Linked DNA regions of Pan troglodytes: region 1 is linked to region 2. Evidence: chromatin contacts called from public Hi-C data. All regions are on one chromosome and are shown on one strand. Each heading gives the region's core, a stretch centred on a gene start, on an enhancer-like site or on the middle of the called end of the contact. The rest is flanking DNA. Distances are from core to core; before and after follow the strand shown. Region 1 has its middle 140 kb from the start of CRYBB1. Region 2 has its middle 63 kb from the start of CRYBB1.

Region 1 (3,025 bases), core at 224-2,723, 75 kb before region 2:
CCTGGCTTACTGCAACCTCCACCTCCAGGGCTCATGTGATTCTCCTGCCTCAGCCTCCCAAGTAGCTAGGATTACAGGCATGTCCCACCGTTCCCAGCTAATTTTTGTATTTTTAGTAGAGATGGGGTTTCACCGTGTTGCCTAGGCTGGTCTTGAACTCCTGACCTCAGGTGATCCGCCCACCTTGGCCTCCCAAAGTGCTGGGATTACAGGCGTGAGCCACTGTGCCTGGCCAATCAACCCATTTTTTAAAAAATGAGCAAAGGATATGAATAAGTATTTCTCTCCAAAGAAGATGTACGAATGGCCAGTAAGCAAATTAAAAGATGTCTGACATCCTTGGTCATCAGGGAAGTGCAACTCGAAACCACGATGAGATACACTTCCTACCCCCTAGGGTGGCTAGAATCAAAAAGGCAGATAGTAGCAAATGTTGGCAAGCATGCAGAGAAACCCAAATCCTCATACACTGCTGGTGGGAATGTAAAATGGTACAGCCACTCTGAAAACAGTCTGGCAGATATTTGAGCAGTTAAATACCATGTTACCATACGATCTGGCAATTTCACTGCAAGGAAATTGAAAATATCTATCCACATAAAACCTTTTCACAGCATTATTCATAGTAGCCAAAAAGTGGAAACAATGAGCAAATGAATCAATAAAATGTGGTATATCCATACAATGGAATATTATTCTGCAATAAAAAGGAATGAAGTACTAATGCACATTGCAACATGGGTGAACCTTGAACTTATACTAAGTGAAATAGGCCAGGCGCAGAAGGCCACATGTTACATGATTTCGTTTGTATGAAATGTCGAGAATCTACACAGATAGAGAGTAGATTAATGATTGACAAGGGCTGGAGGGATTGCTAACAGATAGATTTCTTTGGGAGAATTTACTAAAATGCTGTAAAACTGAATTGTGGTGATGGTTGCAGAACTATGTGAACATACAAAAAAAAAATTGAAATGTATACTTTACATGTGTGAATTCTATGGTATGAGAAGTCTAGTCTCAACAAAGCTGTAAGAAAAAAAAATTCCAACTCTATCAAACCCCAGAGCTGTGTGTTCTCAGAATAAAGGTTTCCCAGCTCCAAGTCTCAGTTTCCTCCTCTGCAGGATGGGCTAATAAGCCACATCGCCTTGCGTGAAAATCAAGGAGACAGCACAGCTGGGGCCCAGCACGTAGTAGGCCTCACTCCGCACGAGGTTCCTTCCGCAGAGGGGAAGGGAATGGGGGTTACCCAAGTAGGGCGCACGGCCAAGGCCATGGCTGGTCCTGGACGGCCAGACGGACTGGACGGAGGAGGAGGCTCACCGCCCATGACATGATGTAGATGGATGGCTCGGGCCATCCGTCAGGCTGGGAGCGGGTGGCCGGGGAGGAGGCCGTGAGGGAGCCCATTACCGTACACGTGTTAACAGCGCATCCTTTGTACAGACAGCCGCGCGGGCGCGGGCCAGGGCCGCTCCCCACATTGTCTGGGCGCCGCGGCCGCGCGGTGATGAATGGGCCGCGCGCGCCCGGCCGCCCCCGCCGCCAGGGTACCACGGGCCGAGGGCGACACCTCGTGGCTGTTTACAGAACTGCGGGCTACCAGGCGGGCACAGAGGGCGCAGGTGGGCCCCCCGCGACTTGCCTTTAGTGGGAAGCTCAAGATACTCTGTGTAGAACACTTAGCACAGAGCCTGGTGCGTCGTAGGCCCTCAAGAAATCCAGATCATAATTACAACCACCTTTATTTTCAAGGAAAAAAAAAAACAGGCTAAATGAGGTTCAGAAACGGGGTGAGGGCCAGGCGCGGTGGCTCGCGCCTTGTAATCTCAACAATTTGGGAGGCCAAGGAGGACGAATCACACCTGAGGTCAGGAGTTCGAGACCAGCCTGGCCAGCATGGTGAAATCTCATCTCTACTAAAATACAAAAATTAGCTGGGCTTGGTGGCGGGCGCCTGCAATCCCAGCTACTTGGGAGGCTGAGACAGGAGAATCGCTTGAACCCGGGAGGCGGAGGTTCCAGTGAGCCGAGATTATGCCACTGCACTCTAGCCTGGGTAACACAGCCAGACTTCATCTTAAAGAAAAAAAGAAAGAAAGGAAGGAAACGAAACGAAATGGGGTGAGGTTACCAAAAACTGGGTAGCAAATAATTTTTTAGTATATCAAAGATCTCTAGGGGATAGATGTATCTTTTTTAAAAAAATCACTCGTTATTCATCTGAAATTCACTTTTAACTGGGAATGCTGTGTTTTTGCGCTTGTGTTTGCAAACCTGGCAACCCGATAACTGGGTGCCTTTGGACACAGCATTCCACCTCTCTGCTTCTGTAAAATAAGAGAAGCAAGACTCTATCCCTACACGTTTACAACAATAACTACAGGACTGTTGTGCAGATTAAGTGAGAGGATATAGGTAGTGAATATAAAGCCGGTCAGGGTTAAAGTTGCCATGTCCCTGATCACACCCTATTTGCAGAGTTTAGGAAAGAAAAGGAGTCCAACAGCCACTAAGTTTAATGTGACTCCAGGCCTTTGTATGCTCTGTGTCCTGCTCCTGGATGACCCTCCCCTCTCTAATGACTCCTGAAGGTTCTCTCTGACGCTCTTCTTCCCAAATCGTAATCCCAACACACATTTCCTTGGAGCTCTCATCTATTCCATCTCAGACCCCTGCCTCTACCTGTCTTCTACCTGCAGGGAGAGGCAGCGTATTAGTCCTCCTTACCTGGCCTGCCTGGCACATACGAGACATTCAACTAACATTTGTGGAATGGGTGAATGTAGACATGGCTCAAGGCTCAGAGAAGAATACCTTATATCATGTGGTGTGGCAAAGCCAGAAGGTAAGACCATGAGGGTGGGCTCTGCCCTGTTCCCCTGCTATAGCCCTGGCATCTAGTAGGCACCTAACAAAATTGGTTTAGTTTAATGCAAACTGCTAACCTGACTGAGCTCTGTGTCTAATGCACTGTGCCAAACATTTAATTATTTAAAACTTTTTATTTCCATAGGTT
Region 2 (2,700 bases), core at 175-2,674:
TCTAAAAATACAAAAAATTAGCCGGGCGTGGTGGCGGGCACCTGTAGTCCCAGCTACTCGGGAGGCTGAGGCAGGAGAATGGTGTGAACCCGGGAGGCAGAGCTTGCAGCGAGCCGAGATAGAGATAGCGCCACTGCAGTCAGGCCTGGGCGAAAGAGCAAGACTCCTTCTTAAAAAAAAAAGAAAATAAAAAAGAGAGAGATTTAGGAGGTAAGATGACAGGACTTGGACAATGGCTGTGACAGAGATTGAGGAAGGAAAGAAAAATGACTGTCAGGTTTCTTTTTCAAGCAACCGGAGAGACTGGGGCTCTTTCCTGAGATGGAAAATGCTGGAAGGGACTAGGATTTGGGGAAAAAAGATCCTGAGATCAGCTGAGACAGAAGCAAAGTTGTTTCTTAAAAGGAACTGTATCCTTGTTTATTGCTGCATAATGAACCTCTCCAAGACCTAGAGGCTTAAAACTACCATCATTTTGCTCAGTAACCTGCAATTGGAGCATGGCTTGGTGTGGACAGTTTGTCTCTGCTCCATGCAGTATCCACTGCAGTGACTCAACTAGAGCTGGATGACCCACCTTCAAAATGGTTCATCCATAGGATTGCCAGGAGCTCAGCCAAGGCTGTGGGTGAGAGCCTTGGTTCCTCTCCACGTGAGCCTCTTCAAGCTGCTTGGGCTTCTTCACACCATGGTGGCTGGGTTCCAAGAGTGAGTATTCCCCTCCCGCGTTTTATGAACTAGCTTTGGAAGTCACATGGCATCACTTCCACCGAAGTCACAAACCACCCAGAGTCAAGGGGAGAAGGGTCAAAGTCACATTATAAGAGGCGCACGTGGGATGGGAGATATTGTTACAGCCATTTTTGTAACAATAATAATTTCTGTTTATGGTACCAGGAACATGGGGGCCTTTCACCCTTGTGACCATCCTAGAAAGAAGATCCTAGTGTTACCCCCATTTTATAAATGGGGATATAGAGGCTCAGAGAGCTGACGTGACTTGTCCAAGGTGACACAGTATGGGAATCCAGACTTGACACTGGATCTGTCCCACCTCCAGTTGGCTCAGACAAGAGCCAGCTTCATTTTTCTCTGTACTTCAGTGCCCAGTACAGGGTCTGGCCCCAGATCCAGGGGTGCAGGTGCTGGGCGAGAGGCTGAAATCAAAGACCGTGAGAGTCCACGGGGCCTCCGTCATTCCAGCCTGAGAACCTGGGAAAGCGTAAAGGCAGTTGAGGCCTGACCCCAGTGCCAGAAGGTGATGTCTGGTATGAGCTCCCCGGTGGCCTGGCGTCCCTGAGATGGCTGGGAAAATGCCCCCTCAGCCCTGTGCCTCCAAGATGTTCTCTTTCCTGGGGCCTGGGCTGGAGGCTCTGGCACATTCCTTACATTCCAGAGCTTTCCTCTGGGAGGAAGCCTCCTTCACACAGGAGAGGCCTCTTGAGTGAAGATTAGGAAATCGCTAGTGTTTCAGGCTGAACAGCACCAGCTCCCCACAGGGGTCTCTGTCCCCCTGGCTACATGGCTACGCCGCTGTTGTGGGTGCTTTGCAGGGGAGGATCTGTTTATAGGCCATGGGCCAGGCAAGAGATGACTGTAGGGACTGGGCCGCCATGACTGTGGCTTCTTGAGTGCTCACCACAGGCAGGCTCAGAGGATAAAGAGGCCAGAGCTGCTGGCCAGCTTGCTCCATGACTTGGTCCTGTTGCTCCCCCGTCTAATCCTCAGGCCACTCTGCCTTCCCCCGACCCTGTTGGCCTGCCATACCTGCCCAAGGCCAAAAGAAACCATCAACACATGAAACAGGAATTGAGAGCCCATCACATGCGGACACGTTGCATATGCTCTCTTGCCAAATCCGGGTAGCTTCATTGAAAGGGACACAGTTGGGCTGGGCGCAATGGCTCATGCCTGTAATCCCAGCACTTTGGGAGGCCAAGGTGGGCGGATCACCTGAGATTGGTATTTCGAAACCAGCCTCACCAACATGGAGAAACCCCATCTCTACTAAAAATACAAAATTAGCTGGGCATGGTGGCGCACACCTGTAATCCCAGCTACTCGGGAGGCTGAGGCAGGAGAATCACTTGAACCCGGGAGGTGCAGGTTGCGGTGAGCTGAGATCGCACCATTGCACTCCAGCCTGGACAACAGAGTGAAACTCCGTCTCAAAAAAAAAAAAAAAGAAAAGAAAAGAAAAAGAAAAAGAAAGGAACACAGTTATTCTCATTTTACAGATGGAGAAACTGAGGCTCAAACAGGTGAAGTCATCAGCCCTAAGTCACATAACCAGTAAGGGGTGGATCTGGCTACTCCCTAATTTGCCTGGACACCACCCACTAGAAAAGCCCAACTGGCTCTTGTTTCATTCATTCAATAAAATGTCGTTGACTCCCAACTCTGTGCCAAGTGCAGTACTGGGTACCCAGGGTACAGCTGTGAAGCAGGCAGGCATTGCCCCTGCCCTTGTGGTGCTCACAGTCAGGGGAGCAGTCAATGAGCCAATAAATATGAAATCACAAACTGTGCTCAGATCCCCGAGGGCAATGAACACCCTGCAGGGAGAAGGAGTGACAGGAGAGAAACCAGCATAGAAAGAGTAACTGGGTTCGATCCCACAAGATGGAGTCAGCATTTTGGGGTGATGCAGCCCCATGGGTGTGGTGACCACCTTGAATCCAGGTTTCTCCATCCTCCAAC

Evidence for each region. A called contact is a pair of places that touch in the nucleus more often than the background predicts.
Region 1: a Hi-C map of stem cell-derived neural progenitor cells shows a contact between it and region 2, with 5 times the contacts expected there. The contact joins two enhancer-like sites. A contact is called at or near these places in 4 of 7 Hi-C or Micro-C datasets (blood, induced pluripotent stem cells and stem cell-derived neural progenitor cells) and 1 of 1 other capture datasets (stem cell-derived neural stem cells).

Annotation. Positions count from the first base shown.
Region 1 is chr23:28,919,254-28,922,278 of NHGRI_mPanTro3-v2.0_pri, reverse strand. No RefSeq gene overlaps it. Among named protein-coding and RNA genes, the nearest start is that of CRYBB1, 140 kb to the right of the region's middle. Within about 2 kb of position 1,473, at least 11 of the 24 cell types and tissues checked have an H3K27ac peak or open chromatin away from gene starts, as enhancers often do. A contact at or near this core is called in stem cell-derived neural progenitor cells and stem cell-derived neural stem cells, where this site is marked.
Region 2 is chr23:28,844,220-28,846,919 of NHGRI_mPanTro3-v2.0_pri, reverse strand. No RefSeq gene overlaps it. Among named protein-coding and RNA genes, the nearest start is that of CRYBB1, 63 kb to the right of the region's middle. Within about 2 kb of position 1,424, at least 5 of the 24 cell types and tissues checked have an H3K27ac peak or open chromatin away from gene starts, as enhancers often do. A contact at or near this core is called in stem cell-derived neural progenitor cells and stem cell-derived neural stem cells, where this site is marked.